2 separate regions of the Oryctolagus cuniculus genome follow, and region 2 is linked to region 1. A link is a contact called in public Hi-C data. All regions are on one chromosome and are shown on one strand. Each heading gives the region's core, a stretch centred on a gene start, on an enhancer-like site or on the middle of the called end of the contact. The rest is flanking DNA. Distances are from core to core; before and after follow the strand shown.

The links. Hi-C and Micro-C count contacts between places; a contact is called where the count stands out from the background.
Region 2: a Hi-C map of an unstated tissue shows a contact between it and region 1, with 2.5 times the contacts expected there. The contact joins the promoter of TRIB2 here to the enhancer-like site in region 1. A contact is called at or near these places in 3 of 6 Hi-C or Micro-C datasets (ear pinna, psoas muscle and an unstated tissue).

The regions. Positions count from the first base shown.
Region 1 is chr2:189,946,296-189,952,406 of mOryCun1.1, reverse strand. No RefSeq gene overlaps it. Among named protein-coding and RNA genes, the nearest start is that of TRIB2, 85 kb to the left of the region's middle. Within about 2 kb of position 3,931, at least 3 of the 8 cell types and tissues checked have an H3K27ac peak or open chromatin away from gene starts, as enhancers often do.
Region 2 is chr2:190,031,598-190,037,750 of mOryCun1.1, reverse strand. TRIB2 (tribbles pseudokinase 2) reads left to right here and starts at 3,370. Exons shown (of 3, transcript XM_002710045.5): 1 at 3,370-4,399. The coding sequence starts at 4,130.

The DNA.
Region 1 (6,111 bases), core at 2,682-5,181:
TAGAAATCTATTACCCACAGATCACCAGAAGACCCCTTGTCTTGTCATCTTTGGAATAATGAACGCCCTCCATATGTGTAAATCTGTCAGGCTGTGCCTCACTCGAGTGACAATTACTAATTTACAAATCAAAGAAACCATTCTTACCTTTTCCAATCAGTGACTGTTTAACTGTGGAAATACAGAGTCTTTAACCTGAACCAAAGCACCTCATCAAAAAGCCCATCAGCAGGCAGCAGTTTAATCACCTCTGCTGTTTTTAAATTGATTCTTTAAAGTCAATAAATGCCAGGCTATGTGCACTTTTTAGTAAAATAATTGATAAAAATAGTCCTGCAGCAAATTCACGAAGTCTAGAGAGGAGCCAAAATGAATCTAATACTGAATAACTTTGTGTTGTGATTCTTCAGATTGCTGTAGCTAATATCCCATTCAATGTTTAATCAGAGCTCTTAGTGGTCTATACAGGAACGTTCTTCAACAAGACACCACAGTAGAAAGAAATGATGGACGTAGGGGCAGGTGTTTGCTGCAGCAGTTAACACTCCACTTGGGACACTTTCATCCCATGTCAGAGGCCATGACCAGGGTCCTGGCTCCAAATCCAAGTTCCAGCTTCCTGCTAATGCCCAATAGAGGACAGCAGGTGATAAGTCTAGTACTCAGGTCTCTGCTCCCCAGTGGAAGGCCCGGACTGAGTTTCCTGTTCCTGGATTTGGCCTGGCCCAGGACAGTTTTTGTGAATATTTGGGAAATGAGGCAGTGGATGGAAGATCTCTGACCGTCATCTGTTTCTGTTTCTGTCTATCTCTCTCTCTCTGACTTCCAAATAAACAGAGAGAGAGAGAGAGAGAGAGAATGAAAAAAGATGATTTTCTAAAAAACAGAAATGGTGGATATAAGATATTTGCTAGAGAGAGGCAAGGCTTAGCTGATGCATGCTCCACTCTGTTGGGTAACATTACAAGCCTTTTACTCCCCATTGCATGAATCTGTTAAAGGAGCATTGATTAAATATGTGTTACATGACAGGCACCATGACGAATTGTAAAGAAAGTTGGCCTGCCTTGCTACCGCCAGGACCTCAAGGTAATGAAGAAATGCCCCGAGAGAGGCAGTCAACCATCAAGAATCACTGTGACTTCAGCATCTGTGTTGGAGACCCTACAGGCCAGAATGCTCACTCCTGAAACAGGCAGCGAAAGGAAAAGCCAGAGGGCAGCTCATCGCTCGCAGAGAACTCAGAGAGAAGCAGAAATCAAGCAAAGCTCATGGCAAAGCAAGAAAATGGAAATGTGGGGCTTGCATGAAATCTGAAAATAAAACCACCAATGTTCCTGAAAGATTGTTTCTGAATGGTTGGTTAATTTATGCACTTCTAACTAGCTCAAATTCAAATTGCATAAAAATATAAGTTGTGTTTCCCTTAATAAAATAGTAAAGTTTTCATTTTAAGTTAGCTTTACTCAACCATATCTTACTTTGTTGGAAGTTTTTGTTCCAAATTTGAATTATGTAGTCTATTAAGCACCGTTATTGGGGAAAATTAGTTTCTGCAAAATAGAAATGCAGATTTTTTAAAAATAAGTTTACTTCTTTGACTTCAGTGTTTTTTCCATATGTAAAGATGTTTTCTAAAATATATCTTGGATAGGAGAACACAGAGTCATGTGCTGTTAGGTTCAATTTTTGCTCAGGAGGAAATCTGTTTTCCTGTCTTCATTAAATTGTGTCTACACGGAAATGCCAAATCGTCTCTGAAGATCTTTACTGAAAATCTAAATGTGAGCAAGTGGTGTGGTGCTGGTTGCAAGCTGCTCTTATCAGTCTGGTAAGAGCCAGAGCACCCTTTTAGACAAGACCGGGGGAAAGGGCTGTGCAGTTGGGCTCCTGCTTGCAGCTGTTCAGGATTTAATCCTCTTTTCCTTCTTTCTCACCTGTCATTTTACAAATATCTAGGGAACTGTTCAATTCACAGTATTTTGATAAGTTCAATTGTTGATAGAATGAGATGCAATATCTGCTTGTGCTCAGAAATCAGTTCTTATTGAATGATATGGAATTTTTTTTTGGTACTTTGACAGATAGAGTTAGACAGTGAGAGAGAGAGAGAGAGAGAGAGAGAGAGAGAGAAAGGTCTCCCTTCTATTGGTTCACTCCCCAGATGGCCGCTACGGCCTGCGCGCTGAGCTGATCCAAAGCCAGGAGCCAGGTGCTTCCTCCTGGTCTCCCAGGTGGGTGCAGGGCCCAAGTATCTGGACTGGAAGAGGAGCAACCGGGACTAGAACCCAGCGCCCATATGGGATGCCAGTGCAACAGGCAGAGGGTTAACCAAGTCCCAATTTTGTGTCTGCCTTTTTCTGCTCATTTCTTTCCTAAGCGTCTGCTACACTTTCAAGAGTAGAGGAAAATCAGGCTCCAGGGTCACCCCTGATTCTTACTTGAGGGTTAATCTGAGATGCTCAGAAGGGCACCTGTTGTTCTGCAGCTTCTCTTGACTTTGGGGGCATTAAGATCCGGACCTCTCACTGATGCTAACCCCTGAGAGGTGTGGAGAGGGTGAATGTCCTCTGAAGGACATTGCCAGTGCCAAGCACCAAGAATACTGATAATCTATGGCCCCGAGGCAGACCTGAGGGAGGCAGCCCATCAAAGCCTCCCTGAGTCTCATCTGAGCTGGATCTTTGTCCTTCTTGCTCTACCAGGTTTTTCCAGGTGTGGGGCCACTCAGGCTAGGATTCCCATGCTCTCTCTCCAGGGTATGGCGATTGGACGGTGATCTCCACAGAGAAGCCTGCACACAAACTGGCTCATGCCATTCTGAGGTGCGGATTTTTATTTCTTTTTTATGGCCTATGTTTCCCTCATTCTCGTCTCATAATTCTTGTTTTCCTCAGCATCATGAGGGCTGTTTTCTGGTGTTTACAACCAGAAGAACTTTCACTTATATAATTATTTAACCTCATTACCTAAAAGAGAGATCAGGCATGCCAAGACCCTTTCTCTTGTTCTCTCTCTCTCTCTTTTTTTTTATTTCAAGAAAGTAGCAAAATAGATTTTGAATCATTACAGCACAGGTTCCTGTTCTGAAGAGTTGTATACAGTTTGCTCTGTTTACCTGGGAAGATGGGTGGAGATCTTACCAAACCAGGAGTCCAGAGTGGTGCAGCAGCACAGGCAGCCCGGGACAGGACAATCTGACTTCCAGCCCAGCTCTCATGCTGGCCAGCCTTGATGGGATCTTCATAAAACTCTCATCCTGCTGAACTTTGCTTTGCTCTCCTCTAAACTAAAAGAAATCAGATGTTGCCCCCAAATTACTAGTTACTGGAAGGTTGAATCCAGGTAGCTGACTGTTCAAAGGTTGCCACCTGGCTTGTAGCATAAGACTCGGATCCTGGGCTGTTGTTATTTAACGTGCTTTATTCCCTCCTGGAACCCTTGAAAGAGCCTGTGACAGCAAAGAGCGTTTATGCCCTGGTAGCCTCTCCCATTGTGCAAGAGGTAGATGTGCCCCAAGACTATGAACGTGACAGGTCAGCAGATCCCTCTAAAGACGGAGTTTTGACTTTCTCCCTAGTCACTTATGCAGCAAATTTAACATTCAGAGCCTCCTTTTTGGTTTTTACACTGTTGCATGTGATTTTTTACTCATTCCATGCCTACTAGAACTACAATGAATGCTAATATTTTATGAAAATACAGAGTGAGAAAAACATGTACAGTGAACAATAGTAAATCCTGACCTCAGACCTACTTACAGTTCCATTTTAGTTTATGTTTGAGTTAGGCAATGACTTTTTTAATGCTTACCACATCTACATCTATTGTGCACCTTAGATCCGGATTTCAGAGAAAAGCATAACCCTTCCAGCACTGATTCCTGGCTGATATTTCTAACGCACTAGCTCAGCTTCCACTCCACTGCAGCAACGGAAATGAAGTCAGTCTACAGAGAAGACGCTAATTGTGTTCCTGTGCTGGAACAATATCTGGATGTACTGGAAACAGTCAAGGCAAAACTCACTTCACAATCCCATGCCAGCTCCACCCCTACTTAGGGGTTCCACCTTGGGAAAACGACTTAAGCTGTCCAAGACGGCAGCGTTGGCTATAAAATGGGAGTGGGAGTATTCACTCAGGCCATTCTAAGGATTAGAAACCATGTGGAACCAGCACAGGCCTGGAATGGATCATGCTCACAGGGAATGAGAGCAGGGACCCTGGAATCTCTCATGCACAAGTCTGATGCTCACTATTGCTCTGATGAGTGTTGAAACATGACTGAGCTGGCAAGCTAAAGGAACTTCTCACCATGGTCAAGGGCAGCTTCCAGGACAGGACAACTTACAGGAAAGGACACTTTCTGGTCCTGAGTGCATGAGGTTGGGTGAATCATCACTTCTTACTGAGTTCAGTCTCCTCATATGTCTACACAATGCAAGGTGAATTCAGTGCTGTCCAGTTTGCTTGCTGCTTTGAGCCTGTGAGAGCTAAGAGTGGTTGACAGTAAGCAATGGAATGTCACAAAAGACAAAATTATTGGCATCTTGGAAGACACTCTGGCAAAAAAACAAAAACAAACAAACAAAAAACACCTAAATGAAAGATCTCTGTGAGTGAGATCCCAGTGGAAAGAACAGGTCTTCAAAAAAGGAGGTACCTTTCTCTGAAGGGAGGAGAGAACCTCCACTTTGACTATGACCTTGCCTAAATAAGATAAGAGTCGGAGAACTCAAAAGGCTTCCATAGCCTTGGAAACTCATGACTGGAGCATAGGGAGATTACTGATGCCATAAACAGGAGTGTCAATTGGTAAAGTCAACAACAGGAGTCACTGTGCACTTACTCCTCATGTAGGATCTCTGTCCTTAACGTGCTGTACATTGAGATTTAATGCTATAACGAGTACTCAAACAGTATATTTCACTTTGTGTTTCTATGGGGGTGCAAACTGTTGAAATCTTTACTTAATGCATACTAAACTGATCTTCTGTATATATAGAAAATTGAAAATGAATCTTGATATGAATGGAAGGGGAGAGGGAGTGGGAAGGGGGAGGGTTGCGGGTGGGAGGGAAGTCATCGGGGGGAAGGGGATGCCAATGTAGTCCATAAGCTGTACTTTGGAAATCTATATTCATAAAATAAAAGTTAAAAAAATTATTGGCATCTTGGAGCACTTATGCTACTGTACCCATGGATAATAATCAAACAACTTGTCTATTGTGAGTGGCAAAAAAAAATTTTTTTAAGGTAAAAGACAAAGCTAAAGTTTATGTGTGCGTGTGTGTGTATATGTGAACCTGTTTTGCAACCATACCTGAATATATCTTGGAATAAGTGGGGACAGACAAGCAATTTTCCTGGAAGTATCAGTAAGAACATGAGGACAAGCAGGTTACACCCTAGCCAAACAAATAAGTGCAGTGAAGGTCCCTTGTCTAGGAAAAATGTCACCGAGAAAAGGAATCCATTCATATATCCTAGTGTTTACCCCATCAGGAGAAGATGCCCACTGGTGACCAAAATCACAGAGCCATGAGCTGAGGCAGAACCAGAACTACTAGCACACTAAAGACCAGCTCTTGTTATTTTCATAAGCATTTTTTTGTCTCTCAGGGCGCATGTTATCTTTCAAAATTTCCCTGGACATACAGGGAAGTAGTCACGTGTTTACACTCTATCTTTCTACTCAGAGAAAAAGAAAACCAGAAGCAGCATGAAATAAAACTGTAGCTTGTATTTTTTTTTTCTTTTGACAGACAGAGTTAGACAGTGAGAGAGAGAGAGACAGAGAGAAAGGTCTTCCTTTTCCTTTGGTTCACCCTCCAATGGCAGCCGCGGCCGGTGCACTGTGCCGATCTGAAGCCAGAAGCCAGGTACTTCATCCTGGTTTCCCATGCGGGTGCAAGGCCCAAGCACTTGGGCCATCCTCCACTGCTTTCCCAGGCCACAGCAGAGAGCTGGACTGGAAGAGGAGCAACCGGGACAGAATCCGGTGCCCCAACCAGGACTAGAACCGACCCCGGGGTGCCAGCGCCACAGGTGGAGGATTAGCCAAGTGAGCCGCAGCGCCGGCCCTGTAGCTTGTATTTTAAGAAAGAATGG
Region 2 (6,153 bases), core at 2,121-4,620, 86 kb before region 1:
GTCTCACTGCCTTGCAAAGAAATAAATCTTTAGAAAAAATCATAAATATTGAGTTTCTAGTACACATAAGATATTGTGTTAGTTCCTTTAGTGCATCTTCCATAAGTTTCATTTGTTGGCAAAATTCAGATTATAATTCCACTTTACATATCGAGATATTCTAAATTCATTCAATGCCAAATAACTCAAACATGAATAAATGAAAGAGTCCCGCTGATCTTGTACTGCATTTTTCTGTGCGTTTCAACTTGAGAAGAACTACTGAGTCTACAGGCCTAACAAATGTTTAAGGCCCTCCGTGTAAATTAGCTTGTTTATCGTGTGCTGCAACTGCTCCACGAGTCTGCTCAGTGAACACTGAGCACTTCGCTGTGAATTTAGCTTTTAAGACTGGGCAGGGCAATGGCTGCCATACAGCCTCATCCATCAGGTATAGAGGTTTATGCATCAAGAGTTATGTTTTCCTTCTTGTCTCCAGGCTAGTGGGAAGTGCAGTGGTGTTAACTCCCTCTGACCTGCAGCCTGATCTTCGTGCAACTCCAGTACAACCTTGTCACTTGCCAATTTAAATATGCCTCAACTCTTTGTCTTTTCTACAAGGAAGACCTTGAGTGCTGGCTGTGTCTGTTAACACCTTTGTGATCAAACCCCAACCACCTTGCCAGCCCCAGGCCTGACTCCCCCTGGGACACTGCCAATGCTGGAGGAGGATGAGTTGCTAGAAACTTCAGAACATCTCACTCCTTCGCTTATGCACATTCCTTCTCTGCTCGAAATGCCAACCACAATCTTTTATTCATATTATGTTGTGACTCACAGGACTCTTTCAAGGTCCACAAATAAACAAAATATATTTAAAGATCATTGTGTGTCCATATCCAGTGTCCGGCACGTAGTAGGTTTCAATAAATATTTTTGGTTTTGATTAATTCCAGGTTAAAAAGAAAAAAGAAAAATCATATGTTTTTTTGGAGGGAAAAGTCTCGACATCCAGGAAAAGTTGTTCCCTCCTCTGGGCTCCCTTGAGAGCCTGATATTCTACTTGCCACATCATACACAATGAAATTATTTGTTTCCCAGTCTTTCTCTGGGGCTAGACTCATAGCTCCTGGGTGGCAGACATCAAATCTTACTCCTATTTGGATCCTTAACACTCTGCACAGGGCTCGGCTTATACTAAGCCTTCATAGATTTCCTGGAACTGGAAACACAATTCCAAAGGAATCGTGTGAGGTGAGCAGGGTTTGTGCCATGCCCTCAAAGATGAAGAGTCAGGACCCAGAAAGGGAGGGAACAAAGGTATTTCTTGATTCAATCTCCATGTGAAATCAGGAGCCCAGCCAGGACTGCAAAACAGGGTGCAACCCTGAATTCTGGCAAAGCTCCTCTGGCAGCCCCTGACCAGAGACGGCCACACACCTTCTTCCCCACCCACCAGCAGAGGTGGCCTTGGAGCTGCTCTTGACACGGGCCCATGTCTTCGTGGGGGGACGCTGGACTGGAAGACCCCTTAGGCTGTCCTGATCTATCCGCCCAGGATCAGGGATGAAGTCATGGGCAGCATGGCAAGGCATGCCAAGCCACAGGGCCCACTTGTTTCCCTTCCTTCCCAGGAACCGCTGGGAGGCAGTTGCAGACTTAGGGTCCTGGCTCATGTGGGGCCGACTCCAGGGACTCCTCATCATTGGAGCAACTCCCTGGTCCCAGGTGGGCATCCCCATAAACGCCTCTTTTTTCACTCAAATTATCCCACTGTGGGCAGTAAGTTGTAGGTTCTTTACTAACCACGTACAAGACGGGAGGGCGCCCAGAATCATCTCAATGCCCCTTTACCAGCCCCTCCCAGTGTGCTCCGGGCTGGATGGCTTCTCATTACCAAGATCCATTTGGAAAAGGTTCTAGATTTCCAAGGCTCTGAGTGGGTTCAAGATTCTTTGCTCCCGCGTCCCAGCCAAGCGGACTGGAGTTAATAATTCGGCGGTGAAACGGCTGCCTTCACATCACCTTCAGCTTTGAGTGCATCCGTGGTCCATGTGCTAGGGGATAAGAGAGAAGCCCTGCGGCCTGCAGCTGGGCGCCCGCAGCGCTGGTGCCAAGGATTGTCACCCTGGGCCTTCTCGGCACGATGGGCAATGCCCTGAAAGCAGGGGGGAGTATAAAAGATTCAATGTGGTCTGCGTTAAATGTCTTCTTAAGAAAATTAAATACTCAGGCTGGGGAAGGGGAGGAGGTAGTGGCACCAAAGGAAAGCAAGCACACGATTTCTTTTTAAACGGGGAGAGGGATGCTGGAGATAGAATGAAACGAATTCGTGGAGCTCCAGGCAGTGGTACTGTTCCGGGCACCTTCTGGGAAAACAGAGGCGCTCCTCGCTCAGCGCATCCGAGCAGAGTGGGCCAGAGGCTCCGAGTCCGCCCGGCTTTCCGCGGGAAAGCGCCAGGAGGATGCAGGCGCTCGGTTCAAAGGCAGAGCCTTGGCGCGGTCCGAGCTGCGCCGGGCGAACCGGTGGGGAGGCGCGGCCCGCCTGCAGCGGGGCACGTAGCCGGCACGGGGCGCGCTGCCCGGACGGCGCTGGCCACGGCGCCCGGGGCCGGGGGGCGGATATAGCACTTTGTTTACCGCCCCGAGCCCCAGCGCCGGCGGCCCGGGCCGGGAGCCGCAGGGGCAGCAGCGGCGAGGCTGACGGATGGGCACCCGGCTCAATGAGGGGCGGGGGGAGCCGGCAGGGGCGGGGCGGGGCCGGGGCGAGTGTGTCGGTGACATTGAATGGGGAGACCGGGCGCGAGCGGGGCGCGCGCGCGCGCACAGGCAGCCGCGCTCGCGCCGAGATCCCCGGCCGCGTAAGTAACTATTAATACCGCCTGGCCGGGAGGTGCTGGCGTGCCGAGCGGGGGCTGGCCTCGGCGCCGTCGGCCATCCCCTTTCATCCTTAAATACACTGCCCTCGCCTACCGCTGCGGGGCCAGGGAAGAATTAAGGAAGAAGGCGGAAAAGCGTCAATTTTCTCCAAAACAAACCGCGCGGGGCGCTGAGGGTCCGGCGCAGGGGGAGACGGAGCGGTTGCCAGTTGTTCCGAGGCGAGCCGCGGCTCTCCGGCGGGAAGGCGACGCCGCCGCGGGTGGGCCGAGCCAGGGGGGCGCATCCTCTCCCGGTGCCCGCACGATCCCGGAAGCCCGCGCCGGGGAAACCGGAGCCCGCCGCTCCGTCCTGGCCCCTGCGCGCTCTCCCGGCTCGGCTCGCAGGAAGACCCGGAGCGCGGGCGCGCGGCTGCAGCATGCGCCTGTGCTGAGCTCGGCGCGGCGGGCCAGCCCGGGCGGTGTCGCGGAACCTGCGCCCGGCCCGCGCCGCGACTCTGCCCGGCTCTTGCCATTTTTTTTTTTTTTTTTTTTTTTTTTTTTTTTTTTGGCAGCGCTGCGGACCGCTCCAACTTACATGCTCCCTTGCTATTTTTCTTTTGTGTGTGTGTGTAATTTTTTGGAGCGCTCTGGCGATCTTGGAACAGCCTCAGACGCCATCTACAGTTGAAACGTAGGTAACTGCCCTCGCCGGCACCCCCCTCCCTTCCACGCCCCCCACCCTTTCCACCAAAAAAGGGGGTGCAGCGCGGATCCTGGCTGCCGTGCGTCGCGAGCCGGCAGACCCGTGCCGATTTCCTTTTGCTTTTTGTTTGGTTTGCAACGCGTGGAGCCTGCGCCGCCGCCGTGCGCTCCCGGAGGACTGCACGAACCACACACAGCCGGGCTCCTCCGCCCCGCGTGCGATTCCCAAGGCTGCCTGGGCACCGCTTCGGGAAACCCGGCTCTGCAGCCCCCGTCTGCGCGGCCCCGCGGCTCCTCCAGACCCGCGCCGGGGGAAAGAGCGAGCGAGCAACTCCAAGTGCGGCGATTCTGCGCGTCGCTGCCGGCTTCGGGGTAACAAAAGGACCCGGGCTGCCTGCGGAGCGAGTGCCCCCGGGAGCCGGGTTCGCAGGAGACCAGGTACCCGGCGGCGCCCATCCAGGGGCTCCTGACTCCTTCTCCACGCAGCCCCGCGCCTCGCTACCCGCCGAAACCCGGGGCACCGAGGCGCCTGCAGCCGCACTCGTGCCGCCAGCGGGTCTTTTTGTCTGTCGTGCGCGATCCCCACACTCATGAACATACACAGGTCTACCCCCATCACAATAGCGAGATATGGGAGATCGCGGAACAAAACCCAGGATTTCGAAGAGTTGTCGTCTATAAGGTCCGCCGAGCCCAGCCAGAGTTTCAGCCCGAACCTCGGCTCCCCGAGCCCGCCCGAGACTCCGAACTTGTCGCATTGCGTTTCTTGCATCGGGAAATACTTATTGTTGGAACCTCTGGAGGGAGACCACGTTTTCCGTGCGGTGCATCTGCACAGCGGAGAGGAGCTGGTGTGCAAGGTAAGGAGCCGGGGGTGTTGGTGTTTGGGTTAAAAAAAAAAATTCCCTGGGCCCTTGGACAGGGGCCGGCGCGGGTGGGGAGGTCGCCGAGCCCTGAGTCTGGGGGAGGGAGATCCACCGGGTCCCTGTCCGTGGCCTGGATCCGCGGGCTTGTTCCTTTATTTGCTGCTGTCGGACTAGTTGCGAAGTTTTTAGAAAGGTTCAGACAATGGGGCGGGCTGCCGCGGGGGCGTTTTGGGGAGAGCCCGCGGCGGGGAGGGCGCGGGACTGCGCGGGGGCCCCCGGACACGCGTGCTCCCGAGGCTCCCGGAGCTCCCTGGCGCCAGGCCGGGACCCGCTGCCCAGCGACTGGGGCGCGGGGGGCTGGGAGGTTCCCAGTGGCTCTCCCCTCTCGTTCCTGCGTGGATCTGGGAATCCCCCTCTAATTTTAAGACCCTAGTGACTCGGTCCCTCTCGCAGCCATTGTTCTTCGCAGCGTGCAGGTGTTAAACCTTTGTTCCGAAGGTGCCCTTTTTCGGAGACACACAAAGGTGTCCCCTCGGGCTGTGCCCAGGGGCCTGGCGCGGGGAGGCAGTTTACAAAGACCTTGTAGCCTTGATGGGAGATTGGGTGGAAATCAAAGCCGCGGGCGCACCTTCGGTGAAGAGCGGATTGTTGGGGTCCCTCTCTCCCGTCTGTTTCTTTTCTTGTCTAGACTTCCTTGCCTACACGTCCCACCATCAACACACACCTTGCCCCGTCAGCTTAGAGCTTAGCCCTTGGAGCCCCAGGGATTGGCAGGTAGAACCACCCCGGGGACAATTTAGCTGCCTTTTTGTTTTTGACCCTGCAGGATGCCTGGCTTGTGTGTGTCTGTGTCTTTGTGTGCACCCACCGGGCACCAGACAAGAGGCTGAAGAGGGGAAGTACAGTAGAGCGCATTGCTACCCAGAATTGGACATAGATCAAGAATCCATTGTCATTTAATTTTAGATTTGCTCTCTGTTGTTTTTCCTGGGGGGGAGAGTGGGGGTCGGGGGTGGGGAGCCAGGACTCCTGCTGTCTTTGAAACAGGCTCAGTGCACAGCTGTACTACAAATAATGCATCACACTCTTACCATGAGCCACAGACTGCTTTGTGAACTTGTCTTATTTCATACTGGACTGGAGTATTTCATTGCAAAAATTGGGTTTGGTGTAGCTCTCCGGTCGGTTTTGTGATTGTCCGACTCAGACCTTAGGGAGAAACCGGAGCCGCTTTAAATATTGCTTTTTGCTTGGACTGAGCCTGCGGTATTTTGCATCTTTTCTGAGTTATTGAGACCCACAGCAACTGTGCCCATTTGACCAAAATTTAGTAGGCAGTTCAGAGCTGGACTGGATTCTCAGAAGTCCTGCAAGGTTGCACAATAGGACAGTCATCCTTTGAAATGAATGAATTCCACAGAGCTGCTGCCTCCAATGAAATATGCACAATCACCCAGCAGTGAGTGTTTTCACTCCTTTTGCTCAACTTCAGTGCAGCATTTTAATATTTTTCAAAGGCTGAGGATGCTTTTAAGTAGAGAGACTCTGGAGCCAGATTCTGCGCGAGCATCTTGCTGCTACTTCTTTGTTTAAAATCGGAGATGACTCTGGCCTCTGCTCTCTTTTTCTCCCGTCAGACTCTTCAAGACATATTTCACTGCGGGCTGACCTTACAGGGTCAACTGCAGACCTGCTCTCTGGCCTGAAACTGTACTTAATCTGCTGCTTTAGTTATTGCAAAGATGGAA